Linked DNA regions of Mus musculus: regions 1, 2, 3, 4, 6 and 7 are each linked to region 5. The links are chromatin contacts, called in public Hi-C, HiChIP or PLAC-seq and promoter capture Hi-C maps. All regions are on one chromosome and are shown on one strand. The core of a region is the stretch at or near the end of the contact, and the rest is flanking DNA. Distances in the headings are between cores, read along the strand shown.

What was found. Promoter capture Hi-C pulls out the DNA fragments that hold promoters and counts their contacts. A called contact is a pair of places that touch in the nucleus more often than the background predicts. HiChIP or PLAC-seq counts read pairs in DNA pulled down with a chosen protein or histone mark.
Region 1: a contact with region 5 is called in a FOXA1 HiChIP or PLAC-seq map of pancreatic cancer cells. The contact joins the promoter of Zfp217 here to the promoter of Tshz2 in region 5. A contact is called at or near these places in 3 of 39 promoter capture datasets (hippocampal neurons and liver), 1 of 115 datasets of contacts at active chromatin or transcription factors (pancreatic cancer cells) and 1 of 9 other capture datasets (adipose tissue).
Region 2: a contact with region 5 is called in an H3K4me3 HiChIP or PLAC-seq map of embryonic limb bud, with 7 times the contacts expected there. The contact joins the promoter of A630075F10Rik here to the promoter of Tshz2 in region 5. A contact is called at or near these places in 9 of 39 promoter capture datasets (the 3T3-L1 cell line, cranial neural crest, embryonic stem cells and 3 more), 9 of 484 Hi-C or Micro-C datasets (cerebellar granule neurons, cortical neurons, embryonic fibroblasts and 2 more), 10 of 115 datasets of contacts at active chromatin or transcription factors (craniofacial prominence, embryonic basal ganglia, embryonic forebrain and 7 more) and 2 of 9 other capture datasets (adipose tissue and liver).
Region 3: a contact with region 5 is called in a promoter capture Hi-C map of liver, with 7 times the contacts expected there. The contact joins the enhancer-like site here to the promoter of Tshz2 in region 5. A contact is called at or near these places in 14 of 39 promoter capture datasets (the 3T3-L1 cell line, the HPC-7 cell line, cranial neural crest and 8 more), 21 of 484 Hi-C or Micro-C datasets (the N1E-115 cell line, adipose-derived mesenchymal stem cells, cardiomyocytes and 12 more), 13 of 115 datasets of contacts at active chromatin or transcription factors (astrocytes, cardiomyocytes, embryonic basal ganglia and 10 more) and 1 of 9 other capture datasets (embryonic stem cells).
Region 4: a contact with region 5 is called in a promoter capture Hi-C map of liver, with 4 times the contacts expected there. The contact joins the enhancer-like site here to the promoter of Tshz2 in region 5. A contact is called at or near these places in 4 of 39 promoter capture datasets (embryonic stem cells, liver and second pharyngeal arch cranial neural crest), 4 of 115 datasets of contacts at active chromatin or transcription factors (embryonic basal ganglia, embryonic forebrain, embryonic hindbrain and 1 more) and 1 of 9 other capture datasets (adipose tissue).
Region 6: a contact with region 5 is called in a Hi-C map of the N1E-115 cell line, with 6 times the contacts expected there. The contact joins the enhancer-like site here to the promoter of Tshz2 in region 5. A contact is called at or near these places in 15 of 39 promoter capture datasets (the 3T3-L1 cell line, the HPC-7 cell line, cranial neural crest and 8 more), 1 of 484 Hi-C or Micro-C datasets (the N1E-115 cell line), 11 of 115 datasets of contacts at active chromatin or transcription factors (craniofacial prominence, embryonic basal ganglia, embryonic forebrain and 8 more) and 2 of 9 other capture datasets (embryonic stem cells and liver).
Region 7: a contact with region 5 is called in a promoter capture Hi-C map of liver, with 5 times the contacts expected there. The contact joins the promoter of 9430093N23Rik here to the promoter of Tshz2 in region 5. A contact is called at or near these places in 7 of 39 promoter capture datasets (embryonic stem cells, frontonasal cranial neural crest, hippocampal neurons and 3 more), 3 of 115 datasets of contacts at active chromatin or transcription factors (craniofacial prominence, forebrain and neural tube) and 2 of 9 other capture datasets (liver and pancreatic islet).

The regions. Positions count from the first base shown.
Region 1 is chr2:170,129,910-170,134,040 of GRCm38.p6, forward strand. Zfp217 (zinc finger protein 217) reads right to left here and starts at 1,311. Exons shown (of 6, transcript NM_001033299.3): 1 at 1,139-1,311.
Region 2 is chr2:170,069,528-170,073,614 of GRCm38.p6, forward strand. A630075F10Rik (RIKEN cDNA A630075F10 gene) reads right to left here and starts at 1,251. Exons shown (of 3, transcript NR_033634.2): 1 at 970-1,251. It also overlaps a transcript of Tshz2 not described here.
Region 3 is chr2:170,093,075-170,096,664 of GRCm38.p6, forward strand. No RefSeq gene overlaps it. Among named protein-coding and RNA genes, the nearest start is that of A630075F10Rik, 24 kb to the left of the region's middle. Within about 2 kb of position 1,412, at least 5 of the 459 cell types and tissues checked have an H3K27ac peak or open chromatin away from gene starts, as enhancers often do. A contact at or near this core is called in liver, where this site is marked.
Region 4 is chr2:170,001,252-170,005,334 of GRCm38.p6, forward strand. It overlaps a transcript of Tshz2 not described here. Among named protein-coding and RNA genes, the nearest start is that of AY702102, 40 kb to the left of the region's middle. Within about 2 kb of position 1,555, at least 44 of the 459 cell types and tissues checked have an H3K27ac peak or open chromatin away from gene starts, as enhancers often do. A contact at or near this core is called in liver, where this site is marked.
Region 5 is chr2:169,630,738-169,634,347 of GRCm38.p6, forward strand. It overlaps Tshz2 (teashirt zinc finger family member 2), which reads left to right and starts at 1,772. Exons shown (of 2, transcript NM_080455.3): 1 at 1,772-3,042. The coding sequence starts at 3,003.
Region 6 is chr2:169,162,842-169,166,478 of GRCm38.p6, forward strand. No RefSeq gene overlaps it. Among named protein-coding and RNA genes, the nearest start is that of 9430093N23Rik, 70 kb to the right of the region's middle. Within about 2 kb of position 1,795, at least 1 of the 459 cell types and tissues checked has an H3K27ac peak or open chromatin away from gene starts, as enhancers often do. A contact at or near this core is called in the N1E-115 cell line, where this site is marked.
Region 7 is chr2:169,233,287-169,237,204 of GRCm38.p6, forward strand. It overlaps 9430093N23Rik (a long non-coding RNA gene), which reads left to right and starts at 1,552. Exons shown (of 2, transcript XR_001783623.1): 1 at 1,552-1,986.

The DNA.
Region 1 (4,131 bases), core at 61-2,560, 500 kb after region 5:
AATTTGGTACCAAGGTGGTCGATTTACTCTGGGAAAAGTAGTCAAGAAGGCTGTGGACGTTTTTCTCTTACAAAGAGAGGTGAAAGGCCCCCTGAGGCCCCTACCTAGTTGCCAGGCATGGCCAGCAGCTGTGGCTACCCTGCCTCCTCTTTTGTTGGCCTTAATCTCATGTCAAGTTATTCAACCACCTCAAAAGGGATGAAGACATAATTGAATCAACCTGAACTAAATCAGACCTAGGCCTCTTAAAACATACAACTTAATGGCTCCAACCCATCCCAAACCAGGAAACTGGCCACGGGATCCTGGGGTACACATGGTGCCCTACAGCCCTGGACCCCAAGCTGGTGCCCCTTAATCAACGCATGCTCAGGAATGCCTGTTTCTCAGAGAAAGAAACTAAGGCTCACAGGACACAGCCCTTAAGGTTGGGAACGACCACCCCGAGCCCCCGACCCAAACAATAAAAAGTTTAAAAGTTTCTACTACTGTGTGAGTGCGGACCGGCCCCCACTGGGGGTCCCAGAAGTGGGCCCCCGGGACTTCGGCTCACTTCAGGAAGCAAACCTTTCGGGAAAAATCCCCGCCCGCTGTCCCCACCCCCACCCTCCCCGCCCAAGAATGCGCTTCCCGTGCGCCGAGGGTCTGAGGCGGGGGCGCCCTTCACTGCGCGCCCGCTCGCGTTGAGGCTAAACTGAGGCGCACGGGGCGGCGCCCTCGGATGTGCGGTGCCGCCTCCCGCCAACCCGCACGAACTTCCCACGGGAGTTTGCGGGACGTTCTAAGTTTGGGAGTGAAACCGAACACCTTCCTTGGTTGGCAGGACGCAGCTCCCGCAGGGGCCCGGACCCCCGACGGCCACGCCGCGCCGGGCAGGCCATTGTCTCGGCCGTCCCTCCCAGCCCCACGCGCGGCCGCAGCCGTGGGGACGCGGCCCCGGCGCCCCTTTACCTGCGGCCGTCCGGCTGCACCGCCCAGCCGCGGGGCTGAAGGAGCGGCAGAGGCGGCGCGGCCTTTGTGCGTCTGCCGCTAGCCCCGACGGCGCGGGGACCGGGACGGGGCCGCGCCATGCCCGCCTCCCACGGCCGCGGGCGCCGGGACCCCCACCCCCACAGAGGCTCCGGGGGGCCGGGCTCACCTCCGGCGCGGGGCGAGGGAGCGGCGCGGGCGCCCCCTACTCGTCCGCGCGGGGACAGTGCAGGCGCGGGGTCCCTGCGCGGGCGGGCGGGCGGCCGGCGTCCGGCGGGGGGACTGTTGGGGCAGAAAGTGCTCGCAGCAGCTGTTGCGCCCTCCCCCCCGGCCGCGCCGCCTGACGCCCCGCCCCCGGCCACGCCCCCTCTGTGACCGCGCGTGTGCGCAAGCGCGTCCCCGACCCGCCCACCGCTGCGGGCCACGCCCCCCTCGGACCCCCCGAGGCGCGAGCCCCGCGGAGCGGCGCGCGCACCCCACTCCCACCCCGTGGGCTCCCGCGCACGCGCGCCCCGCGCCGTGTCCCGCCATCCGGCCTAACGTGGCGCGCTCGCGCCCGGGCGGTTCCAGTGACAGGTATTCTGGGGATGGAGGGGGGGGCTGCAAACGCAGCACGCAGGCGCACAGCCAGTCCTCCCTCGCCGCCTCCCCCTCCCTTGCAAGGTGCGCCCCGGGAGGGGAGGGAAGAGGAGGGGAGGGGCCGGTTGCCCAACTCCCCGGTCGCCCAGAATCACGAACAACAACAATAATAATAATAAAAATTTAAAAATAAACCAACCTTGCCACTGGCTTCGGGAGCTCACAGGATAGCGGTGTTCTGAGGTGTTGTGAAGGTTAACACTTTCAGAGAGTCAATGTGAGGAAGGTCCGAGACCTAAAAAGAATAAATTTTCTCTTAAATTGTTATCTTCAAAAAGCCTTTTTATTTCTTCCTTAACACCCTGGGCTTGTGTTTCTATTATAGTTTCATATCTGAATTTGGACTTGGTACCTAATAAATCTTAGTTTGCAGAGAAATTCATTTGAGTGAAACTAGGCTTAAAAGTGTGCTCAAAAACAAAAACCACACACTTCTTTATGCCCATCTCACTTAAAGCGTTTCCCTTCTGTTTTGTTCCTGACTCGTATTAAAGATGAAAGAAGATAAGACAGGAAAAGGTTTGACTCCAAAGGCCTGGGACTGATGTCCCGTTTTAAGCAAGCCCCAGGGAGGAACTATGGCGGCCACAATCACATCCAATAATTTTTCTGCTCCAAAATGCAAATGAACTCAAATGTAAAATAGATTTATTGCTTAACACCGAACAGTCAACTTGTTTGTTTCTTTTTCAAGCTGGCCCTCGGTGTATCAAAAAGTGGGAAAACATCAAGAAAAGCATACATACCCATTTCCTAAATCAAAAAGAAGCGTGGGGGTTGGGGGGGAACGGGACAAAAAAGAACCGACCGGAACTGGTAAGCAACGCAGTCCTTAATAAATAGGAAGAAGAATTCAAGAAGACAGCTTAGCAAGGGGCAAGAACCTGCCTTGTAGAATGTTTTTGCTGTCATTTTACATAGAACTACCAACCCACATATGGTCTCGTTAGTCTTTTTTTTCAAAGGAAGTGAATCAATTACTTACTCACAATTAATTAGCATCGCTGGAAGTAGATCCTTAAGCCAGCCCTGATTCTCATCCAAGCCCAGAAGATATTGATCATTTTTAGTACTAGGGTTCCTTTTCTCACCACAGATTAATATCTTTCTCTAAAGTATTATATTTACCCTATAAATATCATAAACTATAATATTTATAAGGTTAAAGCCTTATAAATATTCACGATCAAAACGCAACAGCTCAGCAAGCATTCATAAGCAGAAGACTTCATTTAACTTTGACCCCCCCAAATTAAAAAAAAAAAAAAAAAACGAGGGAGGGGAGCTTTGCTATAAAACAAAGAAAACTATGACCAAGTAAAGTGGATAGAGGTTGAGCTTCAGTCCCCATGTTAATGGATAACCTTTGCACTCTGAAGCCTTGAATACTGTAAACACAATAGCTGATAGTTAAAAACCCTAGTGTGGAGATGGGACAGAAAGGAAAGTCCAAACGTCTCAGCAGCAACAGGGAAACAATCAAATATTTTGACAAACAATCATTTGGCTAAGAACAATGAGACTCGGGCTCTCAGACCTTGTAGCTACTGAGTTATTTTCAGAGTAAAGGAAGAAAGGGAGGGGGGGGGCGGTTCTCCATGCCCTCACAAAGCCATACTCTGTTAAGCCATTTTGGCATCAGATGGTCTGTTACTGTTTCTCATCCCTCTCCTCCCACCACCACAAATAAGGGGGAGGGGGACTTACTATGTTGTAGCTCTTAAAATTGAAAGGGATTTGCCTTCCCTGATCTATCTGCTAAGAGGTTTGTATGAGATCCTGATGTCTGAGCAAAGAATTACAAAGAACCTTCCCTCCTGGAGACGTGCCAACAAAACTGGGAAATCGTTGCAAAATTCTGCCAGTGACGGCTGAGCTTGCAAACACATACCGTGTTTTCCAAGGGACATGGAGAGATCGGAATTCCTGCCTTAGAATGCGGAGGCTCGTGCCTCGCGTTGATTTGGGACACAATTAAAAGTCGGAAAGTCACAGAAGAACCCGAGGGACGTTTGGTTTCGTAATAAGCAGCTAAGAACTCCCCACTCCTGGGCGAAGTGGAAACTGAAAAATCGAACGTTGGTCTCCACGGCCTTGGCCCCGCCCACGCGGAGCCCAGCTTCGCCATCACTCACTTCCCAGGCTGCGCTACCTCTAAAGGAATCAGGTGCCGGAGGACGCAGCCACGCAGAGTGGGACCCGGTTTTTCCGTCCCTGCTGCTGGGATCTGCACGTGTAGCCAAACTCAGGTCCCAATCCACATCCTGTACCCGACAAACCTCAGCCACCTCTCGTCTTTTTCACAGTTCCAAAACACCACCACCACCCCCCTACACACACACAAGACCTATTTCCCAAAGTGCGCTTATAAACTCACTCGCCATTATCTCTGATTTCATCTTAGTGTTAGCAGGCCGCTTCCTTAAACTAACATCTGATTTTCTATCCAGATCCTTTCCTGTATCCGAAAATCTAACAAAAACAAGAGCAAGTCTGGTTTTCTGTATATACATCTACAGAAAT
Region 2 (4,087 bases), core at 1-2,500, 440 kb after region 5:
ACGGTGTACTCACATACATAAAATAAACAAATGTTTGGGAGAAAAAAAACGCATCAGGTAGACACTGTGTCTGCCTTTTTGTGGCTGCCTCTTTTTACCTAGTGTAAGTTCCTCATTGTGCGTTCATGTAGTAGAATAGTCTGACTGCCCTTCCTTTTGAAGGCTGAGTGGGATCTCATTGCATGTGTCTCTGTATCCTACTTATCCAGGCATCCACTGATATGGTACTTCTGCCTTTTAGACATTGTGGATGGATTAATGCTTTGTATGAGCCCGGGTACGTCTCTTCTGTATAGAAATGGTTTTATGACAGGGGCCAGTGAGAGGGCTCAGTAAGCACCAAGTCTCATGACTGAGTTCGAACCCTGGAACTTATACAGCTGTCCTCTGACCTCCACTGTAGGTGGTACCACCCCTGGGAGAGGGGAGGTGGTCCTGAGTTATATAAAGAAGCAGACAGAGCAAGCCACGAGGAAGAAGCCATTACTGGCAGTGTTCCTCCGCAGCCTCTGCTTCAGTTCCTGCCTCCAGGTTCCTGCCTTGAGTTCCTTCCCTGACTTTGCTCAGTGATGGAGTGTAATGTGGAAGTGTAAGCCATGTAAACAAACCCTCCCCTCTCTAAGTTGCTTTCGGTGTTTCATCACAGCAATAGGCAGCAAACAGGGGCAGCCAGCCAGCAAGACACAGTCCATGCTATTCCTCTGGAAATAACCCTGTTTTCTCTCTTCTGACTCCCGCAGGACAATGCCTTAGCCTGGATCTTCCTTCCAGATTGGATCTCCCTCTCTCAGCGCTTCTTCTTCTTTGCTGCATCCTTGCTTCTGACTTTGGACTCAGTGATGACCTCCTCCTGATCCCTGACTCTACGAAGACTGCCAAAAAGAAAAAAAAAAAAAAAAGAAAAGGGGGGAAAAAAAGAAAAGGAAAAGAAAAAAATCCCACCAACCATTTCTCTTCATCCTCACTAACAATTTGGTAATGAAGTATTGATTTCCACTTCTCTCCTTATGGACGATATTAGATTTTCATTGATAAACTGCAAGGGGACTGTCGCATCTCCGAGGGCCTCTTTTCACTGTCCGAAAGAAACAAAGTGCCACTGAAGAAAACTAATGACTGGGAGTGTCGCAGTCCTTCTCTTCTCTGTTTGTAACAGGAAGGGGAGGGGGCCAATCACTCTTCCTAGTTTAATGTCGGAGTGGGCTGCTCTTGGGAGCGAGCTTCTCGCGGTAACAGCCATTTCCTATTTATAACCCCCCTGGGAAAGTTTGTCTAAAGGAAATGTTTCTGTTCAGTGTAACAATTAAGGTTGCACCTGGCTTGCCTAGTCCTGCCCCTGCACCAGGGAGCCATTCATCACAGCAGAGTGGAGGAGTTATAAAGTTAAACCAGAGTTTGAGCCAAGAAAACCTCCCGACCATGTTCATCTTCTGGGAAAGTTGTTGGGATAGGCAGGCTTAACCATGTGGATGCCAAAGGCTTTGTCCTGTGCATGCTCGCTCGGTGAGGTTATACTGGGCAGTCTGTAAGCTTAGTTCCCAGCATGCACACGGTCAGACGACCGTGGCCACAGGGAGGGTGCAGAGCAGAACCTGAGAGACTCTACGAGAGCAAGAAGAGGGAAAGCGGCCAACTTCGCTGGCAGTCTCTTCCTGCAGGACCTGTTGCCTCTCAAACGCAACTTCTCCTCCTAACCAGCAGAATGCATGAAAACAGGGTGTCCGTTTTAAACGCATTCCTGCAACTTTTTTCATTAAAACTTTAAGGGCCCAATTTTAATTTGTGGAATATTCCCGTTAATAATGAGATCTAATTAAGACATCCATTAAAAGCCCGTTAAAGTTAATTTAACGTAAAAATTCCAATAGAACTGTATTAGATTTTCTCCATTAAATTAACGTTATGGATTTTTAACGGATGTCTTAATTACACGTTATTATTAACGGGAATACTGTATTACACAGATTAAAATCAGGTCCTAAGTCAACTTGGAAAAGCTGAGAGCATGTTTTAATATTAAAGTCTCGCAGACCTAGTACACAGTTTGGAAATGCAGGGGAAGATGGGTTTCTTCTAGCTGAGCATTCTCTGTACAATGGAGAGTAACCTATAATAGATAAAGCCATCATTTTATTTAAATAATGAGTCTCTTTATTCTCATAGGACAACAAAGTCTGGATCGTATTGTAAATTGCTACTCATCTATAGGTGAAATATTTAAACTATCTCAGCACAACACTCTGAAACAAACGACCATTTTGCATTATTGCTTTAATTACCAAGGTTATCACAAAAAAAAAAACTGACAAAATGAAGCCAAATATATCCTTTTCACCATTTATCATAGAGGATGTCTGTTGGAAATGTCTTGGAAATTTTGACATGATCCCTAAATTCAACCCTGGGATTTAAAATAAAATTTGAAGGGGAAAAAAAAAACTTATTTACCTCCTAAGGAAAGCGTTACCCTTATGCCACATATAATAGCAAATTGCTTTTTTTTTATGGTATGCATAACCTAGATGGGGAAAAATATGGTGCTTCAGGGAAGGAGGGGAAAGTAAATGAAGTTCCAGGAATGTCATTCTGAAGTAATGAGGCATGGACGGAAAATATACCCCTCACATCATCGGATTGAGATGGCAGTCGAAATAGCTTCATTGAAGTGTCAGCGCCCATCCATCCATCAATCACCCACAAGGAAAAATAACAACAGTACAACGGGACCGCTTTTATGGGATTTACTCACGGGCACAGGGAACAGCGGCTCAGAGGTAGTTCTGACATGAAAAGCAAGGTGCTGATATTATTTTTTATGATGGGAGGATCGTAAAGTGAATTGAGAACAGAGAGGTCTGTCTTTGCTTAACCTGTTCAACCAGAAATGAACGGAACTCAGCTGGAAAGGGAACCATCTTCAGATGCGTTAAGATTGAAGGGTGGACTCGACTGAGCGCTGTCCTTCAACAGCGAGACTCTATTAAAAGGGAGGGGGGAATAATACATTAGCATGGGGTGGGGGTTCTAGAAGCTGATAAAAATCGCCTGTTCCAACCCGGGGTTATTAGGAAAGCTACATAATTCAGATCCTCTGAAACCCACCAAACGCAAACTCAGACCTCCCGATCTGCCTGGGAGGATGCAATGCGCTGCTGGACTCCTGGGTAATCATTTTCCTCCTAAGACAAAAATAAGAATAAATGCGCTGCTTCGCATATAATCTATACGGTTCTGTTAGTGCAATTTCTCTGGTGGGGTGAGGTGGGAGGCGAGAGACAAAAATATTGATAAATTTGGTTAGACTCCTGAATTGTCACTTGGCAACTGTGAATGTCACTGCTGAGAGACAGCTGTTAATGGTTCTCTGCAGAAAACAAGATCCGAGCAGGCACCGCGGCGTGCACACGGCTCTTGGTATATTTCTAGACACCGGGCCTGTCTTCATTTGGCAAGCCTATGAAGCTTCTAGAAACTTCTTCCTGGAGAGAAAAAATGAAATGACTTGAACTCCAGGAGAGCATTTTTATCTGCTTTCATTAGGTAAAGCTGGGACCACAGCCTGGGAAGGAGAGTGATATGCAAATATCATGCAAATTAACCTTTGAGTACCTCCACTCTTCAGCCACTCTTTAGGATCATGGACAATGAGCTGTGTCTTTTCCTTCTTTGTGCCTCCTTCCAGCTAAGGCCAACAACCAGCTAAAATGCAAAGAGGCCATTAAAAAAAAAAACTATATGCAAATATTTAAATTTTAGGTATTTCAGCAAATCTCAGAATATACATCATAAACCCCACACACACACACACAACACAAGGCACAACAGGAAAAGCAATTTATTCAGCAACTTCACTTGACCCATCTTGTTAGCATTTACCGCTTGTGTGTGTGTGTGTGTGTGTGTGTGTGTGTGTGTGTATTGGCATATTGGCCCTCTTGTTCCAAAGTTGTCATTGCCCAATCCACACGGTGCCCACCCAGGCTCGAAACCCCTGGTATTTTCACAGTAAGGGATTTTTCCCTGTGAAACACATACAGGAAAGAAATTACTTCCAAATAGGTCAAGGCCTAAAAAGCAATATAAGCAC
Region 3 (3,590 bases), core at 162-2,661, 460 kb after region 5:
GTATTTGGGCATTGTGTTCCATCACAGCAATAATAACCCTAAGACACTGACGTTCCGAAAATAAGAAAGGACATAAATTTGTAAATTAAATAAACACTGAAGACTGTCCCGGAGCACAAAAAGCTTCACCAAGAAGTGGCATCTGACCAAAGATCCAAGAAGTGGAGGGAGAGGACAGATCTGAAGAAGAGTAACTACAATGGGGCAGACATTCTCTGCTTTATGATGCTCTCTCTCTCTCTCTCTCTCTCTCTCTTTCTCTGTGTGTGTGTGGGTGTGGGTGTGTGTGTGTGCACATGTGCATAAAGGTGTGCATGCACATGTGTGTACTTGCATGTGAAGGCCAAAGTGTTTTCTTCAATCTCTAGTCACCATTTATTCTTTGAGAGGAGGTCTCCTACCAAACCCAGAGCTTTGTCTATTTAGTTAGATTGGCTATCCAGGTCTGGGTCTCTCTCTCTCTCTCTCTCTCTCTCTCTCTCTCTCTCTCTCTCTGCCTCCCCAAGGCTAAAATGCAAACATGTGTCACCACAGTCCATTTGTCCATGGGTGCTGGGAATCTGAACTCAGGTCTTCATGCTTACCTAGCAAACACTGCCAATGACACCACCTCCCAACCTCACCCCTGTCAATGTTTTTAAAAGGATGCTGCCAGATGCTGCACTTGGAACTGACTCTCAGGAGAGCCACTAAGGAAGGAAGATTGGGTAGAGACCTGATATAACATCCTGAGTAAAGGATACTGGGTGGACCAGGATGGTGGTGGCAACTAAAAATATAGGAAGACGCGATTGAATTTTAAATACACTTTTAAATTAGAACCATGGCAATTGAGTTTATGACATATTTTGTGTTGTGAAAGCAAGATAGGCTCTGAGAATGATTTCAAGGTCTTAGCCTGAGATTAAAAATATTAAAAGACTGATACGGTTGTTTCCTGAACAGGGAGGGTTTTGTTTGCAAAGTGAAGATTAGAAATTCAGCTTTGACATGTCCCATTGAAAATGTTGTATTAATTAATGCTACATAATAGAGTTCCCCAAAACTCAGCACATAAAATGATAACTCTTTATTACTTCCCTACTAATATGAGTCAGGAAATCAGAGGTAGTTCTCCCGAGGGTCCCTCAGGAGGCAGAATCTCCAGGTCCTATGACGTAGCATCATCTGAAGGCGCCACTATGGGTCAAAGAACAACTTCCAAAGTGGTGCCCAATCCCCTTCCAAAATGGCACCCATACAACCACTAGCGGGAACTTCAGTTCCTCGCTGCTCCCGAGTCACCCATAGGTCAAGGCAAGAACTGCAGAATCTCAGTGGCTAGTCTCCGAAACCGGCTCTGTCCGGCCAGGTCCAGTCGGGTCCAGTCTGGTCTGCATTGTGTCACGCACTGCACTGTGTCACCGTGTCCCGTCCAGAAGATTGCGCTCCACTCTCTACAGAATCTGGAAACATCTTTAACACCGTCCCGGCTGCTAGGAAGGCGTGTGGCTGGGGGGAGGAGTTCCCCCCCCCCCCCCCGCTTAGGTCCCTGTGTGTGAACACGTGGTCCCTAACGCATCGATGTTCGGGGTGTGGCACACAGCGGAGATGGGGCCTCGCGGGTCAGAGGCGATTGCTGAGGAGCTGCTGCCCCGTCCCACTCCCTGCTCCAGCTCTGCTTCCTGATGCCGAGAAGCAGCAAGTGGCTTCACGCTTCTGCCACCACGGCCAAAGCCATTCTTCCCACTGTGACGCACCGTTCCCTCAGGGCGCAGAAATAAAACCCTTCCTTCCTTAAGTGGTTTGAATCTGGTATTTTGTTAAAATAATCAAAAGGGCAGCCATGCTAGGGGAGACGGCGAGCTGCCAAGGCTGGGGTCTACACAGTGGGGAGGCGACCTGGGGCTACACAGTGAGACCCTGCCTCTAGAAAAACACATGGGGTAGGGATGGCAGGCTGAGCGCCAGCATCGATCTGTACTTCATGGGTGTTGATCCAGTGTGGCCAGCTCCCACCAGCTCCCGCCAGCTCCAGCATGTGATGCCATGGACTTTAACACGGAACTGTGAGCCAAGATAAACTCTTTCTCCCTTCGGTTGCTTTGGTGAGGGCATTGCATCACATAAATAGTACAGACACTAAAGCAGAAAGCAGATACGGAATATATACATATAATGCACATACATATATATCACACACACACACACACACACACACACACACACACATTAATAGAGGGTCTCACTATGCAAGCCCTGACTTCTGACTAGCTGAAACTCACAATGTGTTCAGGCTGGGCTCTAACTTGTGGCAATCCTCCTGCCTCCACCTCCTGACTCTGCTGAGCATGAATTCACAGAGATCCACCTGCCTCTGCCTCCCAAGCACTGGGACTAAAGGTGTGCACCGCCGCTTCCTGGCACACAAATACATTTTTCTCAGGGTCTTATACATGGCTTTCTAAGCTTCATACTCAGCCCATCGCTCTGGATTGATCAGCCTGAAGCTTACTCTTAGGGGAAGGGTATGAGGAAGTATTTGTACATCTGTCTCTCATCTCTGAGACAGCAGAAACGTTTGCCAAAGCCCGGATCCAGAGCCAGGCACAGGGCAAAGACTTGTAAATCCAGTACTTAGACGTTAAGAGATGAAAATCGAGATCTAGGCCAGCCAGGCGACACAGAGCATGCAAGACCAGTCTGGACTGCACAGAGAAACACTCACTCCATAACAGCCAAGAGAGATGGCCGGTGTCTTTAATCCCAGCACTTGAGAGGCAGAAGCAAGCAGCCCTCTAGGAGCTCAAGGCTTGCCTGGTCTACATAGCAAGTTCCAGGTCAGCCAGGGTGATACAGTAAGGCCCTGTCTCAAGTACTCAGATACATAAGTAAGTTCTGACTTCAAAATGAAGAGACTGGGCAGTCTCTGATAGTAGATTCATATTGTATAAAATATAGCAGTTTGTGATCATTTATAATAGCTTGAGATGTGAAGTCATTAGGCTTCAGGATGGACAAGTGGAGGAGGCCTGAACCCCAGTTACTTTGCAGCTGAGGCAAGGGGATTTCAAGTTCAAGGCCCACCTGGGCAACTTGATGGGATGCTCTCTCAAAATAAAAAGCAAACACGGGGCTGGAGATATAGCTCAGTGGTCGGGAACACTTGCCTGACATGATCAAGGAAGAGCCCGGATTCAAATACCAACATCACAGAGGGAAGCACATATACATAGACTCTAACATATGAGTAATGTCACTTACAAAACTGTACACTTCGGACAGTTATGACAGTGAATGCTATGTTCTTTACACATTTAACATACACCCAAATCCGTAGCGCCTGTGGGACTGCGGGGCTACCCACTGTACAATGGCTGCCCTTTTACGTTCCTGAGGCCTGGATGCCCCATGTCATATGACTTATAGGCCTCCTCAGCCACTCCCCACTTGGTGCCACAAAGCCATCTACATGCTGGTCTGTCTGCTGCACCCCACAAGGCCCCCGGTATCCAAGATACCTCCTTTGCGTGGCGCCACCTTGCTTCCTCCCACATGAAAGCCCTGGGAAGGGCTAGCAGGGCAGAACCCTGAGAGGATTGCAGGGCCTC
Region 4 (4,083 bases), core at 305-2,804, 370 kb after region 5:
TACCACAACCTAGTCCACAGGAGTGACACAGGCATTAAGGGATATATCATAAGGCCAACATCAGAGACCCAGGCAGTCACAGGAGAAAAGCCAGTTACAAAAACATAGAAATACAGGGTGTGGTTGCTAACATCTTTAATCCCAGCACTCAGTAGGTGGAGGCAGAATATTACGTGAGTTCAAAGCCAGCCTAGTCTACATGGACAGCCAAGGACAGCCAAGGCTACACAGAGAAACCCTGTCTCAAAACAAACAAGAAAGCAAACAGAAACACTTCTCTGGAAAATGCCAAGAATAACAGATTTAGATTTAAAGCCATTCCAGGACTGATGGAGCAACCCTTAATCCCAGAACATGGGGAGAAACGCCAGCAGGTCTCTGGGAGTTTGAAGCCAGCTTGGTCTACATAGTGAATTAACTCTAGGACAGCCAGAGCTACATAGAGAGACCCTACCATAAATGGATGGATGGATGGATGAATGGATGGATGGACAGATGAATGGACAGACAGACAGACAAAGTTAGGCTGTGTGAAGGGAAGCTGGAGACTGATGTGGCTCAGGTTACAAGAAGCTGGTTTCCCATACATAAGGCCCTGGGTTCAGTCCCCAATACAGTGCAACAAAAAAAAATTTTTAATTAATTAATTAATTAATTGTGGGTTTACTGTGTGCCCAAGAGAGGCCCGAGGGAAACTGAGCCTAACTCCACGTCACCATGGAGGGCTTCCCAGAGGTGGTGATTCTCTGTAAAGTGAGTGAACTAGGCCAAACAAAACAAAACAAAACAAAACAAAACCAACCACTCGGGGTGTTTGGAGAAGACACTGCGGCACGCTTTACCTTGGGCTGAGAGAGTTGAAGCAGAGATGTAGGTGGAGCGGGGACGTGGATGGTGGCTACACTGCTGGCTGTACTTTATTGGTTTGGCTAATTACTGCTTTCAGCATCTATAAATGTAAGTTTATTTGTGTTTTATTTACTGTGTGTGTGTGTGTGTGTGTGTGTGTGTGTGAATACATGCTTGTGTTTGTGTGCATGTGTGGGTGAATGCATGCAATGCACATAATGGAGGTCAGAGGTCAACATAGGGTGTTTTTTTTTCTCTTTCGTGTCCCAATTTTTTTAAACTTTTTAAAAAGATTTATTTACTTATTTTATGTATATGAGTACGCACTCTAGCTGTACAGATAGTTGTGAGCCTTCATCTGGTTGTTGGGCATTGAATTTAAGCCCTCTGCTTGCTCTGGTCGGCCCCACTCATTCGGTCCCTACGTGCTCAGTCCCTGCTTGCTCTGGCCCAAAGATTTATTTATTATGATAAATAAGTACACTGTAGCTGTCTTCAGATGCACCAGAAGAGGGCGTCAGATCTCATTACGGGTGGTGGTGAGCCACCATGTGGATGCTGGGACTAAAGGAATGTGTCAGCACACCCAGACAACCTTTAATTACTAGACCTGGAAGTTACTGACTTAGCTAGACTGGCTAGCCAGAGTGTACTTGGCATCCTCCAGTCTCAACTTCCTCATGCTGGGATTGCAGGCATTTGCCGTCACGTGGGTGCTGGGGAACTGAATTTGGGTCTCGCGCATGCTCAGCAAACACTTTTAGCTTAGACTGGGTTGACACCAGCAAGGCACATTCATTGTCACAGTTAAGGAGGAGGCTCGACTGGCATCTCAAGCATAAAGCCAGGGCCGAGGCTGAAGCTCTCTCCTGCTAAGAGCCAGCCCTCAGGACGGAATGATCTAGCCTGAGCTGTGAACAGCAGTGACCATGGCTACTTTGTTTCTCACTGTTGCGGTGTCCAGCGAGTAAATGAAAAGGTCGCTCGGACTCCATGTGTCAGTAGGCGGCTGTCTCTGGACAAATGTTTACTTCGAGCTCCGTCCCTTTTGAGCAGGTGGGGGCGGGGGAGAAAGCAGCTTTAGAGAGAAATATTAACCTCGCAAATGTACACATTTTCAATTCCCGTCACAGTGACAGGCTACAACTTGTAATCAGTATAAAATGATTTTCCGGGAGAGTAAATGCTTATTTTCGCTGTCTTGATGCTGAAACTGGATTACTTGGTATTAATCCCAGGGTGACACAGTCACATTTGGAAGCCGTGAGATTTGTTCGGATGTCTTATGGGGCCAGGGGCAGCCTTCATTTCACGTCCTTGATCTTGGAGAATTTGAATAATAGAACAGCTTTTCTGTGTACACAGGGAGTTTCAGGAGGAAGTTATCGACTCAAGATGCATTCTAAGAGCCCCGGAAAAAACGGGCAGTGGCAGAAAGGAGAGGGGTGGGTATCATCATGTGCGCACCCACCCTGAAAACCCAAGCAAGCACCTTAGGCATCAACAGTCTGTTCCTCTGAACAAGAGAGAAAATCGAAAGCCTGCACCCGTTCGCTACAATGTACCTTATAACTCTCTCCCTCGGGTACACACTCCACACACCTCTGCTTGGGATATCTGTCCCGATAAAATTTTGCCAGAATCATCCCTTGTCCCCAGATTTTTAGCTACAGCAGAAGCCGGTGACCTTTTTCTATAAAGGGCCACATGGTAATATCTTCGGCTTTGCCAGCCAATATGGTTTCCATGGTAACTACTAAGCTTCAGCGTAGCAGGAATAGCCATAGACAATAAGTAAATGAGCCAGCAGTGCCGTGCTGCAATAAAACTTTATTTTTTCAAAAAATGGGTGGTGGAGCAGGGCGTGGTGACACACACCTTTAATCCCAGCACTCGGGAGGCAGAGTCAGGTGGATCTAAGTGAGTTCAAGGCCAGCCTGGTCTATGAAACCAGTTGGTTCCAGGGCAGCCAAGACTACCTAGAGAAACCCTGTCTCTGAATGAATGAATGAATTGATTAATGAATTAGTGAAATGATGATTTTAAAAAGTGAGCAGGAGAAGTAGAATGCCCTGGAGACTTCATCACTGTGTTACTGATCAACAGTAATGGGCACACTTAATATTTAATACTATTAAATACAACACTATTAAAATAGCAAGATAAGTATTTTATGGGTTTTTTTATTTATGTGTATAGGTGTTTTATCTTCATGTGTGTCTGTGTACCATGTGCCTGAGGTGTCCATGGAGACCAAGAGTGTGTTGGATCTCCTGGGACTGGAGTTACAGGCGGTTGTGGCTCACCACATAGTTGCTGGCAATTGAACCTGGGTCTTCTGGGAAAGCAGTCAGCGTTCTTAACCACTGAGCCATCCCTCCAGCCTCTAGGTAATTATCAGATTTTATTCAATAGTTTAATATTCCAGAATCTTGTCTTAATACATCTAGAATCACACACACAGATATGTATATATGCATGAAGATGTTCGTTGTAGTACTAAAGATAATTTGACCCTTGGCGTATATTCTGGAGGGAACTGAGAGGTGAGCTTGTGACGTTAGGTGCTGTTCACTACTAGGATCGTCTCTCATCCATTCCAGGAGGGTGGGGTGGGCAAGGTGGGTGAGTTAGTCAAACTGACAAAAGGGAAAGTGTGGGTGTTGTGTGATCCTCTCAAACTCATGACCTCTTCTCCTGAAAAGTGTGTGTGTGTGTGTGTGTGTGTGTGTGTGTGTGTGGTGTGTGTGGTATATGTGTGTGTGTGTGTGTGTGTGTGTGTGTGTGTGTGTGTGGTGTGTGTGTGTGTGTGTGTGGTGTGGTGTGTGTGTGTGTGTGTGTGTGTGTGTGGTGTGAGTGGTTACTGAGTCCACTTAGTGTTGCTCCCGTGTGTTTACGTTCAGGGCTCACAACTTGGGATTGGATAACCTAGGAGAGCAGAGGGCTCCTCCCTGGAGAAGCCTGACTCTCTCTCTCTCTCTCTCTCAGAGGACAGAGACTGCCTGTAGGGCACCTAGGGATAAGGCCTTTGTGAGACTTCCCCCATCCATGCTGGTGCGTGAGCTGACGTGAGCTGGTCTTGCTGAGATTCCATTAAGTGCAGCTTCCCTGTGCTTTCTAGGAGACAGGTCCTCACAGCAGATGCCCTGGCTCTCTGGTTCCCACTGTCTTTCCTCCCTGTCGTCCGAGATGCCTGAGCCTCAGGTAGGAGTCGTGTTGTGGGTACGTCAGTTG
Region 5 (3,610 bases), core at 522-3,021:
TGCAGCAAGGTTCCTGTCTAGAAAATCCGAGGTGATCCGTCTCCAAGCAGGGAAAATCTGGGCTCTAGAGGAGACTGGGCAATGTCTGTGAAACGTTCTGTCATCAGAGCAGAGGGAGGGGCCTGGTGTCTAGATGCCTGGATGCTGCCAAGCAAGCACCTTGCATTGTACTGGACCACACTCATCTCCAGTAAGCAGTGTGTGGCCCAAACTGTAAACAGATCTAAGGATGCAAAACCTGCTTCAGAGCACCAAGGTGAGCACACCCTCAAAAAGGCCTCTGTGGGCTTGGAGGGCTACGAACCAGGAGCTTCTACTGTTACACCAAGGGCCACCCTCGCAAGAGTCTCCTTGTCACCCAACTTCCTCCTTCTCCAAGGTTAGAACCTATCTGTGACTTGCCCCAGGCAGCCCCACTTGGTAAACATCCTTCCTTCTTCATACTCCAGATTCATGACAGTCTGTGTCTCAGGCCTATCAGCCCAGCTACTCAGGAGCCTGAGACCAGAAGATCCCAAGTTTGAAGACCTATCTAAGAATGAGTTCAAGGTCAGCCTGAATAACTTAGCAAGACCTCTGTCTCAACATTTAAGAAAAAAATGAAGAGGATCAGAAACATAGTTTAGTGATAGACTGCCTGCCCAGCATGTATGATGCCTTGCCTACCCAGCATGTATGATGCCTTGCCTACCCAGCATGCATTATGCCTTGCCTACCCAGCATGCATTGTGCCTTGCCTGTCCAGCATGTATGATGTCTTGCCTGCCCAGTATGTACGGTGCCCTGAGTTCAATGCCCAGTATCAGGTTCATTAGGCTCCTAGCTCTACCTCCTTCCGCTGCCTTCCCACTTGTCATTGACTTTCTACCCAACTGGAAGGAAGGAAAGCGTCTTCAGGACAGGGTCATCCTGTTCACACGTGCTGAAAGGTACCTACCTCCCCGTGTGCAGTGGTACCCAGGGAGACCGGGTTCAGCTACAATAGACTCTCCAGAATGGACTCCTCTTTCAGCCCCAAAACAACACTCAGTTTTAACCAATCCGGGCCACTCTGAAGTTGTACTCCCAGCATGCCCTGCTTCCTCTTCATTTATTGCACTATTGGGGGTGGAGCTCTATGTTTTCTGTTTGGCACCATTGGGAGATAGAATACGATAAACGAGGGCACAACTCCCTAAGAACTTATACTCTAGTGAGATCTGAGGCAATTACCCAAAGAGCGAGCTGTGCACAGCATCCACCTTCCTTGATGAGCCCAGCGGAGAAAGCAAATAGAGAAAGGTGGACATCAAATTTTCAGCAAGGTAGACCTCTGGGAAGTGACTGAACACCACCAGGGGGCAAGTTGTTTCAGATGTTGTTCCTCTCACCCTTGATAACAGCCACAATCTGGACTTCCCCACTCTCTGTCACTGTGGTGACTGTATAACAGGTGCACCATAGGTGCTCAATAAATATCAGCATTGGAAGGAAACACAATGAAGGTTATGTAATTAGTCTGCCCAGGAAGCAGAAGTTTAAAAAAAAATCCCAATACTCCAAGAAGGTGGAAGTTAAAGCAATGTGAACTTACATAGTGAGAGGAGGTTATTTGCTGGAGAACAGGTTGAGACTGGATATAGTCCCATCCCCCTAATCTGTCTCCCAAGCAAACCTAGATTGTCCCCTTCTAATCTCCAACTCTAACTGTCTCCAACTCTGCCAGAGCCCCGCCCCCTTCCTTCCCACTCCCCCTTTTCTTCCTCTTGGAGGGGCATCTAGACAGGCGGACACTCCACTGCCCCAGTGAGGAGGAGGTGGGTGCCTCCAGGGCTGCAGCCAAGCCGGCTGGGTCCTCTTTCTCCAGCTCCTCTCCCAGGCGGGACACTGTCCCTTTAATAGACTCCCTCTGCCTGGCGCTCTGCGGCTGGGGAGTAAATTTCTCCCTGTCATCAGGTCGCAGGGAGAAGAGGAGGAGTTTGTTAATGTTCAGTTTGTTCAGCCGGGATCGATGTTTGCTGGCATCGCCTCGCCCTGTCTTGTGTGTGTGTGAGTGTGTGTGTGTGTGTGTGTGTGTGTGTGTGTGTGTGTGTGTGTGTGTGTAAGAGAGAGCATATGTGGGGAGTGTGAGTGTAAGTGTGTGTGTGTGTGTGTGTGTGTGTGTAAGCGAGAGTGCTTGTGTGTGAGAGCGAGCGTGCGTGTGCGTATGTGTGGTGTGTGTGTGTGTGTGTGTGTGTGTGTGTGTGTGTGTGTGTGTGTGTGTGTGAGTGAATTCCAGATTTTCTGTCTTTCCCAAACCCGCTCCTGTCCTCTCGCATATCACTCACAGACGGGGATCTGACAGCAACAACAAACCTACAGTGAGTGATCTCTCCCCAGCGCGAATCCGCCATCAAGATCAGGGAAGAGGAGGAGGAGGAAGAAGAGGAAGAGGAGGAGGAAGAGGAGGAGGAGGAGGAGGAGAAGGAGGAGAAGGAGAAGGAGGAGAAGGAGGAGGTGGTAAAGGAAGAGGAGGTGGAGGAAGAGGAGGAAGAAGAGGAGGAGGGAAAGAGAAGGAAGAAGAAAAAGAAGAAATCCACTGTCTTCCCGGGATTGTTTCCCCCCTTATCTTTAAGCGCGAGTGTGCGCGTGGCGCGTGTGCGCCCCTCATCCCTGCCATCTGAACCCCGTCTTGGATGTTTAATAAAGAAATCAAGTGTCTCACCAGTCACCAAAAAAACAGCAAAAAGCAAAACCAAAAAAAGAAAAAAATCCAAAAGCAAAACAAAAAGAGAGGGGGAAAAAAAACCAAACAAACAAACAAGGCAGAACCAACCTCCACTTGCAAGCAGCAGGCGCGAGCCACATATCTGCCACCCAGAGAGGGGGTCTCCGGCCCCGCGCTGGAGCGCTGGCAGGGGGATCTTCAGGGGGACAGAGGCCGAGTGACGTCCTAGGAGCCACAGAAAGACGAGCGAGACTGCGGCCCCCGCGCGCGGCTCGGGGCTGGGGCGCCAGAAGTGAGACTGGAGCTAAGTAGAGCGATGCCAAGGAGGAAACAGCAGGCACCCAAGCGGGCGGCAGGTAAGAGATGGCTCCGCTCCGGGTGCCCGGCCCCTGAGCCCGGCGCACAGCGGCTCGCCCGCCCGCCCTCCTGGCCTGGGGCTGGCGGGGACGCCACCCCCTGGCGCTTTCAAGAGGGTTAGCGTGCGGGTGCCCTCTTCATCACCCCAGAATGATTTCCCCAATCTTTCCCTCTCCAGGCTCCCTCTGGGTGGTGGTGGCAGGGAAGCGTCCCACCAAACCTTCCTGGTTTAAACTTTTCCTCCCTCCACCCTCTACCCCACCCCTAACTTTTTCTCCCAGTCTGGCTTCTTGCCTCTGGAACCAAAGTCGGATTATGGATTTGGGGTGCAGGGGGAGGGAGATAGCCCCCTCTCATCCCTCTGAGAGGTCAGTGCTGATGGCTTCTGGCCTCCAGGGACAGTGTCTCCAGTCGCTGGGGCTCAGGGCTTGCAAGTGTGTGGCATGGCCAAGCCTGGGGCTGCAGGCTGGCTTTGGAGCTGTGAGCCATGAGGGTGTAGCATTGGTCGCCAAGGTGCAAAAGGCACCCCCGGAAATGAGTGGGGTTTTGGACGTGTTTTCTAAAAGG
Region 6 (3,637 bases), core at 545-3,044, 470 kb before region 5:
TCCATCCATCCATCCATCCATCCATCCATCCATCCATCTATCCATCCATCCATCCATCCATCCATCCATCCATCCATCCATCCATCCATCCATCTATCTATCTATCTATCTATCTATCTATCTATCTATCTATCTCCATCCATCCATCCATCTATCTATCTATCTATCTATCTATCTATCTATCTATCTATCTATCTATCTATCTATCTATGCATATCTATGTATCTATTAGCATTTTATGTGTCTATCACCTATCTATCTATCTATCTATCTATCTATCTATCTATCTATCTATCTATCTATCTATTCATCTATCTATCTATCTATCTATCTATCTATCTATCTATCTATCTATTCATCTATCTGTCTGTCTATATATGTATCTTTCTTTGTATCTATCTATCTATCTATATATATCTTTCTATGTATGTATGTATCAATCTTTCTATGTATTTATGTTTCTGTGTATTTATATATCTTTGTATCTTGTATCTATGTCTGTATCTGTGTATCTATGGTCTATCTATCTATCTATCTATCTATCTAGATACATTTCCACTGCTGCACAGAGTAGGTCTAGTTTTGTAGTTAGACACATTTCCACTGCTGGGGATTTTATCTGGAGATTGGTTTCCTTTTGCATAAAGTGGAGTAAAAGTAGGATAGAGAAACACAGAGACACAAAGACAGCCACGGCAGCAACACAGATGCCTTCTGAGGCGGAACAGAGGAGGAACACACGCGTGAGCTCTGCTGGCCCTGGGACAGGTGGGAATGCTGGGGTGTTTTAGCCAACATGTGTGTGTGTGTGTGTGTGTGTGTGTGTGTGTGTATGTGCAATGCTTTCAAAGGGTCAATTAAAAACAAGACAAAATCCTCATGCTAGTCAGATAAAATTATCAGACGGGCAGATTTCTCCCGACATCTGCCAGGTCAAGGAGCCGGAAGGGAGGCTGGAAGATTGGGGTTTATCAGAGGCACGTTTTGATTCTCTGATTCTTGTTTTACTTAACATGGTTGAGGCAGGACAAGCACCTTCCCTTAGCCCTCCTTTACTAGGTTGTTCTTTGGTGGGGAAAAAAAAAAAGAATCTGTCTACTTGAAACTGGGACAAGAGCTAGCTAGAGGGGATACCTTTATTTCTTTTGCCAAAGATAACTCTGGAGATTAAAAAAGAATTCTCTTCGAGTTTACGAACCCAAGTCCCCACATGGAAAGCCAGCACACTGCAAGCTGCTTCCCTCTGGTGTCAGGTGGAGGCTGAGGAGGGGAGAAGGGAGACATTAGTGTCTGGCCCTCGGGAGCATGGAGGGTATAGCTGAACGGTTCCTAACCTTTCTCTTGCCCTGAGGGCTGTTCTTTAACCTCACGACTCTCCCAAGGCCAAGGCTATTAAATTCTATGCCCCGCAGAGAATGCCAGGGCATCTCCCCCTTCGCGGTATTCAAGAAGTGGGATCAGGTAAGATATGGGTCATTCTTGCCTACAGCTATGCTTTGTTTGCGTGACACAGTAGTTAAAAATTTTCGTAGTTTAAAAATTAACTCCAGGGCTGGAATGATGACTTATTTTGTGTCATGCTTGTCCAACAAGCTTGAGGACCAGAGTTCAAGCCCCTGGACCCACATAACAAAGTCAGGCCTATCTTCACAATGCCCACACTGGGAAGGCAGAGGCAGGACCATCCCGAGGGCTTGCTTGCCAGCCAGCATCTGGTCCACTTGCTCTGAGCCAGTGAGAAATCCTGTTACAAAAAGAAGAAAGACACCTCACAAGGAAGAACATGTGACGTGGTCTTTTGGTCTGCACATGTGTGTACACACGTGCATGCACACAGGATCACGATGTTCACTGTGGGAGCACGTGTACTTGCACACACATGCGCACATATATTGAGACTTGCCAGTTTATTCTATATGCCAGGGCTTAGAAGCCAGGGTATTTGGATATCTACATGAAGAGTAGAATTCATGGCTTCTTCTGGAATCTGAAAGCTGTCATTTTAGAGCCACAGCTGCCCTGCCACAAGTGACTATGGAAAATGTACCCACATTTCTGAAAGCACAGTCACCGTGGCGCCCATCAATCTGCGCCCAGCGCAGTCTGCTTTCCATGGCTTTTCACAGCTGACCCATCGTAGACAGCCAGGAATGGACGCCTGACCTCTGTGTTTATGGTATCGGTGGCTATGACGTAAATTGCTGTAAATGGCTCAGATACCATCTTTAATTTCAACAGCAGCCTGCTCTTTAGTTCCCGACTTTCCCTTTTAAAAGCCAGTATTGCTAATTATCCTGGCGAAGCATTCTCTGCTTTAGACTCGATAAAGTCCCCGCTAATGGATCTGATCTTTGGTAGGTTAATCTAGCAGATACCCTCTCTCTTTCTTTCCCCCTTCTGGTGTTTTCCCTTCCCCAGCATCCTCCCTGCCAACTCATTCAGCATGCGAGGAACCTTCAGGTGTTTCGGAGCCTTGGAGAACCTTCCAGGAAACGCTGCAAGCTTGCCATGTTGTCAGAGGCTAAAAGCACGATGTTCAATCCAAAAGCTTTGTGTAATTTTTTTTTTCAAATTCAACATTCAAGTTAAAAAACTTGGATGCTTCTCTGCCTTACATTTTAATGAGTAGCTTTTTCTAAAAGGCTTAAAAAAATAATTCCACAGGCACAAAAGTTTAAATGCTTTGCCCAATAGCGTGGCGTGCTGAGGGGACATGCTGTTTTTGTGCCATTTGAAAAGCGAAAATACGCAAATGGGGGCTGTTGGGATGGCTCTACGGTTAGGAGAGCTTGCTACTCTTGCGGAGGACTAGGGTTCGATTCTCCGCATCAACACTGGGTGTCTCCACTGCCTGTAACACCAGCTCCAGGGGATCTGACACTTCCTTCGGGCTTCTGTAGGCACCCGCATTCTTGACCATATACCACCACACACACATACATGAGCAAAAGTAATCTTTAAGAAGCCAACAGTACTCAAACAGCAAGCAGGAGCCAAGATTAGACAAAGAAATACTGAATATTATGTTCTCATGTCGTAACCGCATCAATGAAAAAAGCAAAGCAAGCAGCTTCTTATGGATTTCCCCCCATTGTATCATTTTATAGGTGTGTGTGTGAGCCTGGGTGTCTGGTAAACTTTTGTGAGAATCATTCTTCCCATTAGTTTTTGTTGTAATTACCACCATGCTTATTGTAATTTCTGATTGATCTTCAATTGGTCTTGCCTAATAACACTTCATCTTGAGGTGTCTACGCCTGCAGGCTGCTCAGTTATGTGGCAAATGATTTATCTATAAACGCTCAACACGCCCGGGAGTTCAATATTTAGAAGGATCTCTTTGTAAAGCAAGGAGTGCTTCTGGTGTGCAAATAATATGGTGGTGAGTTCTGCATTGGGATAAACGTCAATGCTACCCTGGCTGAAGCGTGTCTCCCCTCCTCTCCCTTTCAGCAATTGCATGAAATTCTATGCTGGTTTGTCAATTCTCTTCAGGCCTATCTTTCTGCTAGGTTGTAATTTCCATGAGGGTAGGACTCATCTCTCTCTCTCTCTCTCTCTCTCTCTCTCTCTCTCTCTCTCTCTCTCTCACTCTCTCTCTCCTTTCTTCCCTCCCTCCTCCCTTCTTTCTTTCTTA
Region 7 (3,918 bases), core at 302-2,801, 400 kb before region 5:
TAGGTTGGAGCTTTTCAGGGTAAGGATTGGTGGGATTTCAAGTCCTGCTCTTGGGGGAGCTCAGGGATTGGTGGGTTTTCCTGTTAAGGGAATTGGTGGGTTTTCATGCTCAGGGATTGGTGGGTTTTGTTCAGACTTTTCACCTAAAATTAGCATAGTCTGGGGATGGTCCTGTTGAGGGGCTGGAGATGACTTTGTGAGGGTTACAGAGGCTGGAAACACCGTTATGACTGTTAGGGAGGTCTGGGGGAGGGGGCTGGCTGCAGGAGCTCCTCAAGGGAGGGCCCGGCCACTTTTGTGCCTCGAGAGCTTACAAAGTTTACAAAGGGAGTCCACAGCAGGGAAAGCCTGGACTCTCGAGTGGCGTGAATAGCCACCTATGTGTTCAGCGAGTGGCACCTGTGCTTGTGATTATAGTATAGACCGGTGGCAGAAAGGTAGGGCATGAAGCCCCTCCCTGTAGACAAGCGCTGTCTTCCTAAACTGGAAACAAAGTAGAGGGAGGGTCTGAGAACATTCCTGCAGTGTCAACAAATGAGGTGGAAGGTCCAGGGTGTGGAGAGGCGAATCCAGGAATGGCTGCTCCCCGTCCCCAAAGAACTCCTATATAAACACTGCCCTTGTCCAATTCATACCAGGGAGTAGCACTATCAGGTATGGTCCTGTTAGAGGAGGTGTGTCGCTGTGGAGGCAGACCTTTGAGGTCATATGCTCAAGGTATGCTGGTGTGGCAGACAGTCTCCATCTGCTTCCTGCAGGTCAAGACACTGAACTCTCGGCTCCGCCAGAACCAAGTCTGCCTGCATACTGCCGTGCTTCCCCCATGATGGTCATGGACTAAACCTCTGAAGTTGTGAGCCAGTCCCCAATGAAAGATTTTCCTTTATAAGAGTAGTCTTGGTCATGGTGTCTCATCACAGCAATGGAAACCCTGACTAACACAGATGCTTTCTGTTTCCCCATGAAGTGACACGGCGCAGAGTGACATTAATAGAATAAATATGGTAGAACTGGGAGAAGTAGCCCTCATCCCTGACACTCACTGAGGATGGTCCACGGGCGACCCTTCTATATATTCACATGCTCTTGTGGGCAGATGAGAGTGGTGAGGTGAGAGGGGCATAGCCAGACGGAACACTTGTTTCTTCTGGGATATTGTCTCTCCGGTTCTGGCTGGTTGTTGCTGGATCAGCTAGAGAATACTAGCTGCCTTTGTGAGGAACTGCAAGAGATCGAGGAGAAAGCCTTGCCTAGTCGAACCATCTCATCTCCAGGAGGGTTGGGCGCTTACCCAAGTGGAATCCTGGGTAATCTGTTCTCTGGAAGCCCTGCCAGATCTAAAGCTTTATAGTTTTAGGGAAGCTTCATTTTTTGTTTGACTTTTTAGCCTATAATTCTGGGGTGGGGGAAGTAGTTTGTAAAACTCAAATAGATTTTGGCATGAACTTAGCTGAAATTGACTGCCTTCTGTCATGAGTTAATATTAAACAGAGCTTGTCGGTGCCTAAATATTTGTCTTAGGAATACCCACAGACTCCATTTTCATCTGGGCTGAGCTGTAATCTTTGGTCTAATGGCTGCAGGATATAGCACTGGATAAATCATGCTTTCTCCATCAGAAGGATGCCAGGGTGGTTGTCTACAGATGGGAGGATGTGTCGATGGACGCCCGAGTTTTGGCTTGCATCTACTGCAAACAGAGGAACGCCTCTGCAGTGAGCCCATTTGATGGTTAAGCAGTCGCCACCCTAGACAGCTTGATGCTGCTGTGCTCAATCAGGTTCTAAAGATTTCAGATGCTTGCTGTTAATGAACCATTTGCTTAATTGATGGGGCAGGAGGAAAAGGGTTTGCGGAATTGGAGCAGAAACCTGGACAGACTATCGCTCCTAGAGACAACCATCTTCAAGGGCAGGCTGCGGAGACCTTAAAGCAATGAGGGCGTTTCCTGCTCCCCAGTCCTTGCCACCCCTCAGCCTGAGTAACGTGAGTGTTAATGAATGTCTAAGAAAAAAATAGAAGAGGAAAGAAAAACAGTTGGTTTTATAGTTGTTCAGTTTGGGCCCAGTCTCTGAAGATGAAGGTTTCATTGGTACCTTGGTGACACTCTTTTTCAGAGTGTGTCTTACTTCATCTCTCTCTGGGCTCCCCTCCTGAGCTCTTGCGTTTTATTAATTATGGAATTCACCGGCCATCTTAGAAAAATGATTAATGGTACTTCAGAAACATAGAAGTAAATAAGCCAGGTTTCAATATACGATCGTGTAGGCCTGATAGAAACCCCAGGGCGGCCATCTTTTAAGAGGTCTGTGTGAGGAGTTTAACACCAGCCCGTTGCTGCAGTACTTAAAGTCTGGTGGCACTGTGAGTTATCGCCCTGCTGCGGATGGGGTTTTCAATGAATTTGTAATTTGAAAAGTTAAATTAATCCTGAAATATATTATTTGCTGTCTGTTTTTCCACTCAGGAAAGAGATCCCCATGTAAACAGAGCCTCCCTCTCTGGCTGCTGTGAGTGTGAGCTGGCCACAGATACTTGCCGAATTTACAGTGGCTGTTATTTTTCAGAGCACAGACAATCAATTTTTTTTTTATTATTAGGTTTTTTTTTTTTTTTTTTTTTTTTGGAAAAGAGATACCACCACTGTGAAAAAAATATTTTCCAGGAGATTTCTGGTACTTTCATCATGGTTTATGTTGTCCTGAGATGTTCTGCTGAGGACATACTTGCTGCACCCATTGTTGGTCTCCTTACTAGATTGTAAGCTTTGTGAGGCTGGGGATTGCCTTTTAGTTCAGGATACTTTTCCTGCACTGGCCACAGGAATCCTGACATGCAGCAGGTATCCCGTATATGCTGATTGAGGCATACAGAAATATGTATTTATTTTAAAAAGGAAATGACTTTGGAGATCTTTACTGTCATGGGGGGAAATATTAACAGACTCAGGTTTGCCTTTACTGCCCTGTGAAGAACCTCATTCATTTATTCAAACAGTTTTTACTGCGGACCTGCTCTGTGCCACACCCTGTTCTAAGCACCGCAGTCAGTAATTACTAACGCCGAATGCCCTAGCTTCTCTCACTACCCTTCCTGTGAGGTAATTTAACACGTGTGTGCATGTGTGAGTGCTTGTGTGGTATTGATGTTCATGCGTGTGTGCAAGTGCACATGAATGTAGAGGTCAGAGGTCAACCTGAGGTCAGAGGTCATTTTTTTTCTCACATACCATCCATCCATCCTAGTTATTTCTGTTTGCAGCAGGTTTCTCACTGGCCCGGGGGCTCACCCAGTAGACCAGGCTAGCTGATGCGCATCTGAAATCCTCTTCTCTGCTTCCCCGGTGCAGAGATGACAACCGAGGGCCATTGGCCATGGCCAGCTTTTGGAAGCAGGAGCTCTGAAGACCAAACTCAGGTGTTTGTCCTTTCTGCCTGTGCTGACGTCTCTTTTCAAAAACACTAATGATAATAAAAAAAAATTGATTGAGCTCTGAAAAATAACAGCCACTGTAAATTCGGGGGACAGCTCTTTCTGTTCCCTTATAGGGACAGTTTAATTAAGAGTCTTTTTCTATTTTGAGGAAAAAAAATATGGCACCCCGAAATTTAGGAGACAAAAATTCCACTCAGCTTGGGGAGACTGAGGTAGGGCTCCCTGAGGAAGTGGCGTTGCATCTGAAACCTCAGGGTATGTCAGCACTGAAGGAACACAGGGCTGCCCACAGTAGGTCTCTTTGCTGTCTTAAGAGGACTGCAACCACTACTTGATTTAAACATACTTAAAGTTGGACTTCTCTAAGTTTGAAGACCCCACGAAGTCTTGGCTCTCTGTACCTTTTGATATTCATAATGTACACTTAAAAATGAACACTTGTGGAGTACAATCCACACTCATGTTCAGTTTCCTCCTGACAAA